3 separate regions of the Mus musculus genome follow, and all the other regions are linked to region 2. A link is a contact called in public Hi-C and promoter capture Hi-C data. All regions are on one chromosome and are shown on one strand. The core of a region is the stretch at or near the end of the contact, and the rest is flanking DNA. Distances in the headings are between cores, read along the strand shown.

The links. Promoter capture Hi-C pulls out the DNA fragments that hold promoters and counts their contacts. A called contact is a pair of places that touch in the nucleus more often than the background predicts.
Region 1: a contact with region 2 is called in a promoter capture Hi-C map of pre-B cells. The contact joins the promoter of Mccc1os here to the promoter of Mrpl47 in region 2. A contact is called at or near these places in 2 of 39 promoter capture datasets (liver and pre-B cells) and 3 of 484 Hi-C or Micro-C datasets (CD4 T cells, muscle stem cells and pre-B cells).
Region 3: a Hi-C map of CD4 T cells shows a contact between it and region 2, with 5 times the contacts expected there. The contact joins the promoter of Eif5a2 here to the promoter of Mrpl47 in region 2. A contact is called at or near these places in 1 of 39 promoter capture datasets (pre-B cells) and 1 of 484 Hi-C or Micro-C datasets (CD4 T cells).

Annotation. Positions count from the first base shown.
Region 1 is chr3:35,998,211-36,001,265 of GRCm38.p6, reverse strand. Mccc1os (methylcrotonoyl-Coenzyme A carboxylase 1 (alpha), opposite strand) reads right to left here and starts at 1,353. Exons shown (of 3, transcript NR_029456.1): 1 at 555-1,353. It overlaps Mccc1 (methylcrotonoyl-Coenzyme A carboxylase 1 (alpha)), which reads left to right and starts at 588. Exons shown (of 19, transcript NM_023644.4): 1 at 588-785. The coding sequence starts at 709.
Region 2 is chr3:32,735,253-32,738,162 of GRCm38.p6, reverse strand. It overlaps Mrpl47 (mitochondrial ribosomal protein L47), which reads left to right and starts at 1,408. Exons shown (of 7, transcript NM_029017.2): 1 at 1,408-1,521. The coding sequence starts at 1,424. It overlaps Ndufb5 (NADH:ubiquinone oxidoreductase subunit B5), which reads right to left and starts at 1,100. Exons shown (of 6, transcript NM_025316.2): 1 at 958-1,100. The coding sequence starts at 1,081.
Region 3 is chr3:28,780,004-28,782,983 of GRCm38.p6, reverse strand. It overlaps Eif5a2 (eukaryotic translation initiation factor 5A2), which reads right to left and starts at 1,707. Exons shown (of 5, transcript NM_177586.6): 1 at 1,571-1,707; 2 at 768-968; 3 at 152-256. The coding sequence starts at 932. 1700112D23Rik (RIKEN cDNA 1700112D23 gene) reads left to right here and starts at 1,862. Exons shown (of 3, transcript NR_166152.1): 1 at 1,862-2,013.

The DNA of each region.
Region 1 (3,055 bases), core at 104-2,603, 3.3 Mb before region 2:
GATTTCACTAATTTATTCCTCTTTACATTTGTTTTCCTTCTGCATTTATGTTTGTTTTTCATATCTTATTTATTTTGGTTTTTGAGGGACAGCCTCAACGTATTGCTCAGGCTGGCCTGGGACTCACTGTCTAGTCAATCCTGTCACTTACTACAATCCTTCTGCTTCAGCTTCTGGGATTGCAAATATGCGCCACTACGTCCCATTTAGTTTTTGCACTTATAACCCTTCGATTGGCTGTTTCACTTACTGTGTTTTTCTCCCCCATATGAGCTCTGCCTCAGCTGTATCAAATACCTACACATAGCTTTTACTGTGTCTTTGTTTCCTGCCACGCAGTTTCCACTGCCCCTTTTTCCTGATGTTTAGTGAGAAAGCTTGCATTTTGCTTGAGTGGTGGTTTGAGGGGCTGTGCATTTTCCTCTCATGCTCTGTGCTAAAAAAAAAAAAAAAGAAAAAAAAAAAAACCTGGCCCCGCCCCTCCAGATGGAGCCCAGCCCCTCACAGTTCACTCCCCACCCCCCAGGCACATGGTCCAATCAGCCAATCGGTACCTTGAAACACCCAGTTTTGTGATTGGCTCTTGCGGAGACGCCTACTTGCTCTTCGGAGCTACGGTGGCGGATCGGGGACAAGAAGCTTGCGCAGGGAGGGACGCTTTCAAGAATAAGCCAAGCAGCTTTTGGAATCCAGCAGAACAGCGCGGAGATGGCGGCGGCGGCGTTGTTGGCTGCGGTGGACAGGAACCAGTTGCGACGGGTCCCGATCCTGCTGCTGCAGCCGAGGTGACTCAGGGGTACTGCCGGTCCGTGCGCGGCCCGGATGCGAGGCGCTGGGTCACGTGAGAGCAGCCCTTTAAGTGCCTGTGTGTAGTTTTGGTAGGCGCTGTCCCACTTCAGTCTTTGGCTCTTCCTACAGACTCTGCCACCTTGGCTGGTTTCTGATCTGGGCACCCCGCACGGTGCTGCAACCGAAGATGGCATACGTAGCTAGAGGCTTGCACCAGGACCCCTTTCCCAAAGTCGCTTTCAGCTTAGCTCCCTCATTTTGAGTGCAGTTCAGAGAAGGATTTCTAGAGACCTTTCCCATTGCTGGGAAGAGTCAAATTAATGAGGGGTGAGTTTTGTCGAACGCTCTTGTTCACAAGTTTGAACAAAGCTGGCAGATGACTACCCCGGATCCTTTTGGAAACGAAGCTCCACGCTTTGACAACAGTGAAAACCCCAAGTCATGTAGATAGATTACTTCACCATAATCATCACCTCCTCGCATTCTGAAAAACGTACTGGCCCAAGGGCAAGAACTGCCTGCAGAAGGTTGGGTTCCCAGCTTACCTGTGACCTTGGTCGAGTTACCTAATATCCGTGCTTCAGTTTCTTCTGCTTGGAGGTGATGATACTTGTATCTAGCAGAGGTAATATAAAGACGATACTAACCCCCTCGTATGTCCAAATCAACACGTGGATAAAAATTTAAACACATCATGGTCCATTCAACAAACAGTGGTCGATGCCCTGGATTTTCGGTGAATACTAAAATGTAGGTCTTCACCCTATATTTTAAATAAGAAAGATGGTGAAAGTTGTATTAGTGCTGTTTTTCTTCCTGTGAATTTCCTTAGGTTCCCAAGAATACCACAGAGTCATTCTCCTCTCAAGGCTTAGTTATAGCTGTCATCCTGCTAATAGTTTTTAAAATTAAAACTCTTACCAGCATGAGAATTTTACCTTTTCTTTTTTCTTTCTTTTTACCAGCCATGATTCCTCTAATACCTCAGAGAAAAGAATTTGATTAGTCAGACTCTACCCATGAGAATAGCGGCTGTCTTAATTGGTGAATTATCTCCTGGCAGGCAATTTACTCGTCATGTTTAAATGTTTTGAGATGTAGCAAAAAGAGCTTTGAAAAATGGGATAGAGAAATCAGAACATTGTCAAGATAAAGGATTGCACTTAAGGAGTGTGTCTGACTGCCTGACTCAGTCTTCACTAGCTGAGAGGAAAAAAAAAAAAAAAAACATTTTAGGCTATCAGTGGTCCCAGGTTGGATACATGACAAAGCTGTGATTTCTTAGGCAGGACTGGAAAAGCCTTAAACCCTAACTTACCTGGAGAGGTCAGAGGGGAAAACAATGCTCCAAGCTGAAAAATTCCTTTAAAAGACCAGGAAAGTTAAGTTTTCCTCCTTGAAGAGCAAGAATGTGGGGTGGGCTGAATTGGAAAGATTTGTAAGAGCACCAGTCTCTGAAGAAGCCATCAAGCAGAGCTCTCCCGCCAAAGATGGATGTTTTCCCAGTTGGCTCCAGAGTGACAGCATCTGAGAAAGTGTGCCTCCCAGGATGCTAAGCCTCCGGTGTTCCTCACATGACCCTTGGGAGATACTAGTCCTGCTGGTTGCATAGTTGCATGTAAAGGGTATATGCATATTGTTGCAGTCATATAATATCTAATGTAGCCTGTGATCTTTATGCTTCATGAAGGAACTAAGCTCATAAGTCTCTATATAACCGTGGTCTTGTTTGGGAAAATTGTATACTTTAAAACCGGGCAGTATCTTCAAGATTGCCTCGTATGGAATGGGAGCTGTAGGTTAAGCACTTGGCTAGCATGTTTGTGGTCCTCTAAAACTCAAATTCATCTATTTGTAAAGCTTATTCCTTGCTGTATAAGTTTTCTCATTGGGAGGGTATTAATGAAAAAGAGATCGAGTAACCCCAATGTCAAGCGACCTGACAATGGGTAAGTGTATGTTGAAGAGTAACCAGAATAACTAGCCATAGCCTACTTTTTTTTTTCTTTTTCTTTTTCTTTTTTTTTTTTTTTTTTTTTTTTGTCTTTTGAAGCAGGATTTCTCTGTATAGCCCTGGCTGTCATAGAACTCACTCTGTAGACCAGGCTGGCCTCGAACTCAGAAATCTGCTTGCCTCTGCCTCCAGAGTGCTGGGATTAAAGGCGTGCGCCCCCACTGCCTGGCTTAAAGATTTATCTATTTTTGTTTATATTAGTACACTACAGCTGTCTTCGGACACACACTAAAAGCGTCCATCAGATCCCAT
Region 2 (2,910 bases), core at 159-2,658:
TGTGTCTTTCTCTATATTAGACAAGGCAAATTGTATATCTCTAACCAAGGCCCTCTCTATGACTGTCCTGAGACCTGAGCTCTTTACCCCTCTTAGGCTCCTTTCTAAGAGAACAGTGGTTCTCAACCTTCCTAATGCTGCAACCCTTTAATGCAGTTCTTTGTGTTGTGACCTCCAACTATAAAATTATTTTCACTGCTACTCCATAACTGTAATCTTGCTACTGTTATGGGTCACAATGTGAACATCTGTGTTTTCCTACGGTCTTAGGTGACCCCTATGAAGGGGTCGCGACCCGCAGGTCATATGAAAAGCATGACTGCATTAACATACAGCAGATACAATCTGGGCTGAACCCAACTTTACACATTCACTCGCACTAGTCTTTTAAAAAAAAAAACAAACATAAAATATTTTCGTGGCCTTCTATGATGTTGTGAGGTCCACGGACACAGTTATTACCGTGCCTAACGGGCCTGTCACCTGGAGCCTTTTTACACTCGTGCCTAGGAACACCATGACAGCCTTCACTTCAGTGCGCTTCTCAGCAACTTCCTATCTGCGGGTTGGAACCAGCTGCAGGTGCCACGCACCCTGATTCTGCCCTGAGCCCAGCGACGCAGTGCAAGCCTGCAATCCCAGCCCTCGGGAGCCGGGACAAGTGCAGCCTCGGATCCCCGAGACCCTGTCTCAACAACGAAGTGTGTGCAGTTGCCCTTGGAGACGCGGGCAGCAGCTCCATGCCTGCCTAGCCTGGCAGCGAGGGAGCAGCGCCCAGCATGGCGTGGCAAGGCGCTTCGCAAACGCTGAGCTTAAACAAGGCCATCCGATCTGCAGCAGCTCTTCACACGAGAGCCCCAGGCCGACTTTGTCCCCGCTCTCTCCCTCGGAGGTCCCCAAGGTCACCTGGAAACAGCCCTCCCACCTCTCACCCGCGTCTCCGAGGCCGCCACCCACCGACAGTCTTCGGAAAGCTCCGCGTGAGAAAACTTCCGACTCCGAGTCTAGGACCAGCGCGGCGGCAAGACAGCGCTGTCAGCGCGGAGACCGAAGCCCGCTGCAGCAGGCTCATGGCCGCCATGGCTACACCGGCCACGGAAGGAAGTGGGGAGGGCTAAGGGAGCCGGGAGGGACAATCCACCAGTGAGGGCGAACGCTAGAGGAGGCCATATTGAGTGAGGGCAGCGGCCCGTTCCTGCGAGCTTCACAGGCAGGCGCTGGCGGACAAAAGTGACGACATTGTAGGTGGGGCGCCCAAAGAGAGCCCTGTAAACTCTATGGCAGACTTGGGAGATTGAAGCGAGAGCCGTGGGAGCGGCCATGTTTAGTAAGGGCAAAGCCTGTTCCTGTTTGCTTCACTTGCCTCACGCCGCCAGCGGAAGTGACCTCGTGGACACCGACACTGTGGGTCTCCATTAGAAACATGGCTGCGACCAGTCTAGTGGGTATTTGTAGAAGAGCCTCAGCGTTCCTGAAGGCAGCTTGTTCCCTAGTAAATCCCAAGGACGCTGCTCACTCGGGGTAAGTGGTGAGAGAAGAAATGACTGCCTCCGCCTTTGGGCGCTTCTTGCAGGATGCAACAGAGCTCTAGACAGGCCACCGCGGAGGCAGAGAGCGTGACCTTGCAGTCGCCTATCCTGGCGCACTAGTCCTCCTGCGTTCTGTCGCCGCGGGCGGTGGGAGCATCCGCTGCTCGGTGCTTCCTCGGACTCGCAGTGTCCTGGGGCTGGGTCGGTTGGGAGGGAGGTTTCCGAGGAGTCCTGAGCTGTGAACGGAAGGCTTCCCTCGGCGTCTTTGTACACAGATTGTCCGGCAGATGTTAAGTGATGAGCGTAGCTACGGCAACAGAAGCTGCGTCTGCGAGTGTGAGAATGACAGCTTACTCTTCACTGACACTTGCCAACAGGGAGCCGAGTTTTAGAAATAGTAGAGAGCAGATTAATTGAAGGAAGCAGTCTCTTCTATATTATTACACTAACTTTGCAAATTAGCTTTTTAAAACCTTGCAGAGTTGTAATTTGATCAGGGTGGCAAACTTGAATAAATGATTTCGTCTTCCATTATCTTGATCTGATGCCTTCCTTGACCTCTGACGGTATCAGGCACACACATGGTGCACATATATGCAGGGAAAACATTCAGATACATAAACCTTAAATTTGTTAATGAAATTATTTCAGTATGTGTGTGTGTGTGTGTGTGTGTGTGTGTTTTGTAAAAAATGAATACCTATCACTCAGAAAAGAGGCAAAATATTTTGAAGACAGTAAAACCAGTTATGCATTCATAGAACACATTGCCGTTTCTTTTTTAATGTTGCAGGTATACACTTGATTTTCCATCATTTCCCCAGGACAACAGAAACATTATTAGAGTAATAGTCAAAATATACCCTTAACCCATAGTAGCCAGTCATTGACAGTTGTCACATTTTTCAAGATCCCTGGATTTATGCTCTTTTTCTGCACTGTTGGACAGAGGTCAAAATTCAATCATAGACCCAAGGACATTGCCTTACTAAGTATGACCCTGTGGTCACACTGTGGAATACAGTGTTATTATTTAGCATATAATCCAAAATAAAAATAGGACTTGCTCTACTAATCCCTTCCCTTTTTTCTTTCCGCTTCATTGTCTCCATTCAGTTCCATTCTTTGCTTCAGGATCCAGTGAAGGATCATTTAGTGCAATAGTTGCCATTCGTCCAGTGTTTCTTTTTTCCTTTGTCATCACACTGGCAATTTGGGGTAGGATTTTGTTTTGTTTTGTTTTGCTTTGTTTATTTCTTCATAATTAGTTTCAAGTCAGGAGTCATGGACATAGCTCAGTGGTAGAGTACCTAGCATGCCTGAGGCCCTGGGCTTAATCCTCAGTACACAGGAAAACAAACATAAACTCCAGTCAAATACT
Region 3 (2,980 bases), core at 458-2,957, 4.0 Mb after region 2:
CAAAGCACTATTTCTCTAATCTGTAAGATAAGTGGAGTCTAGTAACTGGTAAGGAATATACTCTATAAAACTACTCTCAAGTCTTGTCAAACTACTACTAAAGAGGGTGTTTATACACTTCTGAAATGCTGTTAAAGAAATCAGTACTTACTTGATAATCGTTTCTCTTAATATTTGGAACATCCATGTTGTGAGTAGAAGGACAAATGTCTTCATATTTTTTGCCAGTGAAAATGTCAATTCCAACAAGGTGTACCTGACAGAGGAGAGAACCACAGGAAACATGTTTAATCTCTGTCAGCTATGTCACTCCCTACACAGCAGCACAATCCCAGCTCTGACTGTAATGGAGCCTTTCACCTCTTCCAAGGTCATCTTACTTTCTTTAAAAAAAGTTGCAGTGACACAGAACGAGATTCAGTAAGTACCCAAAACCCGAACAGTTTCATGGCATCAAAACTCAACACACCACACACGTCAGCAAGTCAATTAACAAGAGTCCACAGAAAGTGAAAACCAAGTCTCTTAGAATTAGAAGAACAGGCTTGTTTCTACTAAACACGGATTTAAAAAAGTTTTAGTTTCCAGTTAATGAAACATTCTAAGGGTCCGATTAAATGGAGAGCTTTACTGAGAGTAATGTCTGACCATTCAAGAGACTGAGGGGAAGGAAAAAAAGTTATTTTTCAATATAGAAACCTCACGATGTAGAATGGAACACGAATGATCTTAACGGTGAAGCCAAAAAATGACTTGGAAGGGCCTACCTTGGCATGACCATGCTTCCCAGTCTTGGAAGTTGACATCTCCACGATTTTGCATGGTCGCCCTTTGAGCACGACGAAGCCGTTTTTGCGCAGGGCTGAGCACTGCATAGGATAAGTGCTGGAAGCCCCTGCATCTCCAGTAGTGAAATCAATTTCGTCTGCCATGGTGGACTGGGGAGATGTGCGGTTTTTCTGAGGGAACTATGCGAAAAGTTTGTTTGCGTTTTAATAACCGGCATGCAGGCGGGGTTATGTCTCATTTTGAAGACAGGTAGCCGAGCATCACTAGCCCGTTATGTTTGCATTTATAGAACACCCACTCTGAGTGGAGTATACTTTGCCATTCAGGCCTCTGAAAACTTTTCCAGCCCTTGGTGGGAGGTGGGGAAAGGAGCCGCAGAAGAGCTCGCCGGAGAGTGAAGGCGACACCAGCGCCCAGCCGGCAGGTCCAGTCCCCACCACCCCACCGCAAGAAGTGCCCACGACCTTCCTGCGCCGGGATGCGGGGCCCGGCGCCTCCCTCCGTCCCATCCCCGCTGCCAAGGTATCAGCCAGGCCGCAGGTTCGGGGAAGACTGGGACAGGAGCACCCGGCCGGTTGCACCTGGCCCTCAGTGCGCCTAGGACCCGCAGCGGCGCCGCCCTGGCATCCCGGTTCGGCCCAGCGGTAAAGGGCCCTAGCTCCGGCGGTCCCGCGCTTGCCGCCCTCCAGTTCCCAAGCATCTCGGCTCCTCCCCTCGCCCGGACCCCAGCATCACCGGCTGCATCCCCCGCCGCCCCGCCGACCCGGCCCCAGGTCTTCACCTTCCGGCCCCGCACCGCACGCCTTTGCTGCGTCCGCCGGTCCCTGCGGCTGCGGCGGCGCTGGCGGCCGCGGCTGGTCCAGGAGACGGGGCGGGGCCGCCACGCTTCCCACACCCGGCTCCCCGCCCCGGCCCGCCCAGCCCGGGCCCGCCCCGCCGCGACCACACTTCCGGGATAGGCCCCGGCGCGCCACAGGCCCCGCCTCCAGGTCGCCCATTGGCTCGAAGCTTCCCGAGGTCCCGCCCCGTCACGTGAAGCTCGCCCTGGCAACCCCACGTGCTGCGGATTAGTGCACTTCCGGCGTGCAGAGCTGCCTGCAGTCGACTGTTTGAAGCTTCGCAGTGTTCCCGGGCGAGATGCATCCTCATCTTCAGTTCGGCGCCCAGTTGACCTTGGGGACGACTATTAGGACCAGGTAGCTTGCTCTGGGCCCTAGCACGCAGGTGCGTGGATGCTGTCACTTAATGGTCTTCAAACTCTCAAGTCCTGCTGATTTTGCAAGAGTCCCGAGTGTTGGTGGAGTGGAACTTTGATTCAAGCTTCTGGTACAGCTTGCAGCCCTCCTTGGGGCTGGAATCCGTGCTTGGAGCTCGAAGAGTGCTAGGTGTGGTATGCTATTTCATGATTCTGCATTGTAGATCCTCAGAGGACTCCAGACACTATGACGAGGTGCTGGTGAAGTCAGCAGTGTTCTCAGGGGCGGGAAATCCCATGTACCCGAGACTCTACGGTGACCTTTGATCTTCCTGGCATCGGTGTGCCCTAGAGTTTGAGGTTTTGTTTTTGTTTTTGTTGTTAAATGATTAAAGACAAAGATTCTCGAGAAGTGTGCTTTCCTTTCACAGTTTTATCATAGCTTCATCTCTCACCTTGGAAAGAATCAAGGTAATTAACTGACCACCCCACAACCCAGTTCATGTTGTTCAGTGATTTGGTATTGCTGTCCTATAAACAAATCTAGTCTCATAGTCACTTACACGTATATGCAGAACACATTTCATTTGTGTTGTCTAGAAGCAATAAGCACATGGCTTCCATAAAGTAAACTCTGCCTCTTGTTACAGAAAGAGCCGAATTAGGACCCCTGGCTTCTGAGTTCCCTCTGCTTTTCCCTATTGTTGTTGTTACTATTGCTCCTGCTAATACTTAAGTAAGAATTACATAGTGTACTGTTTCATCTCTATTATTAAATCTTGACTACTAAAGTTTTTGTTTAAACTAAGGTTAATGTTAGAATATATATGAAATAAGATTTAAGAGGCTTGAAAAAGGAAATCAGATGTACGATCACCTCCATTGTCAGGATATAGTAGAATATTATCACGTTCCAAAATTTTCTGTGCCTTTTGGTCATCAGCCCTCTTTTTCACCCCTACCTTACACCCAGCCAGACCTTCCCAACTATTAACA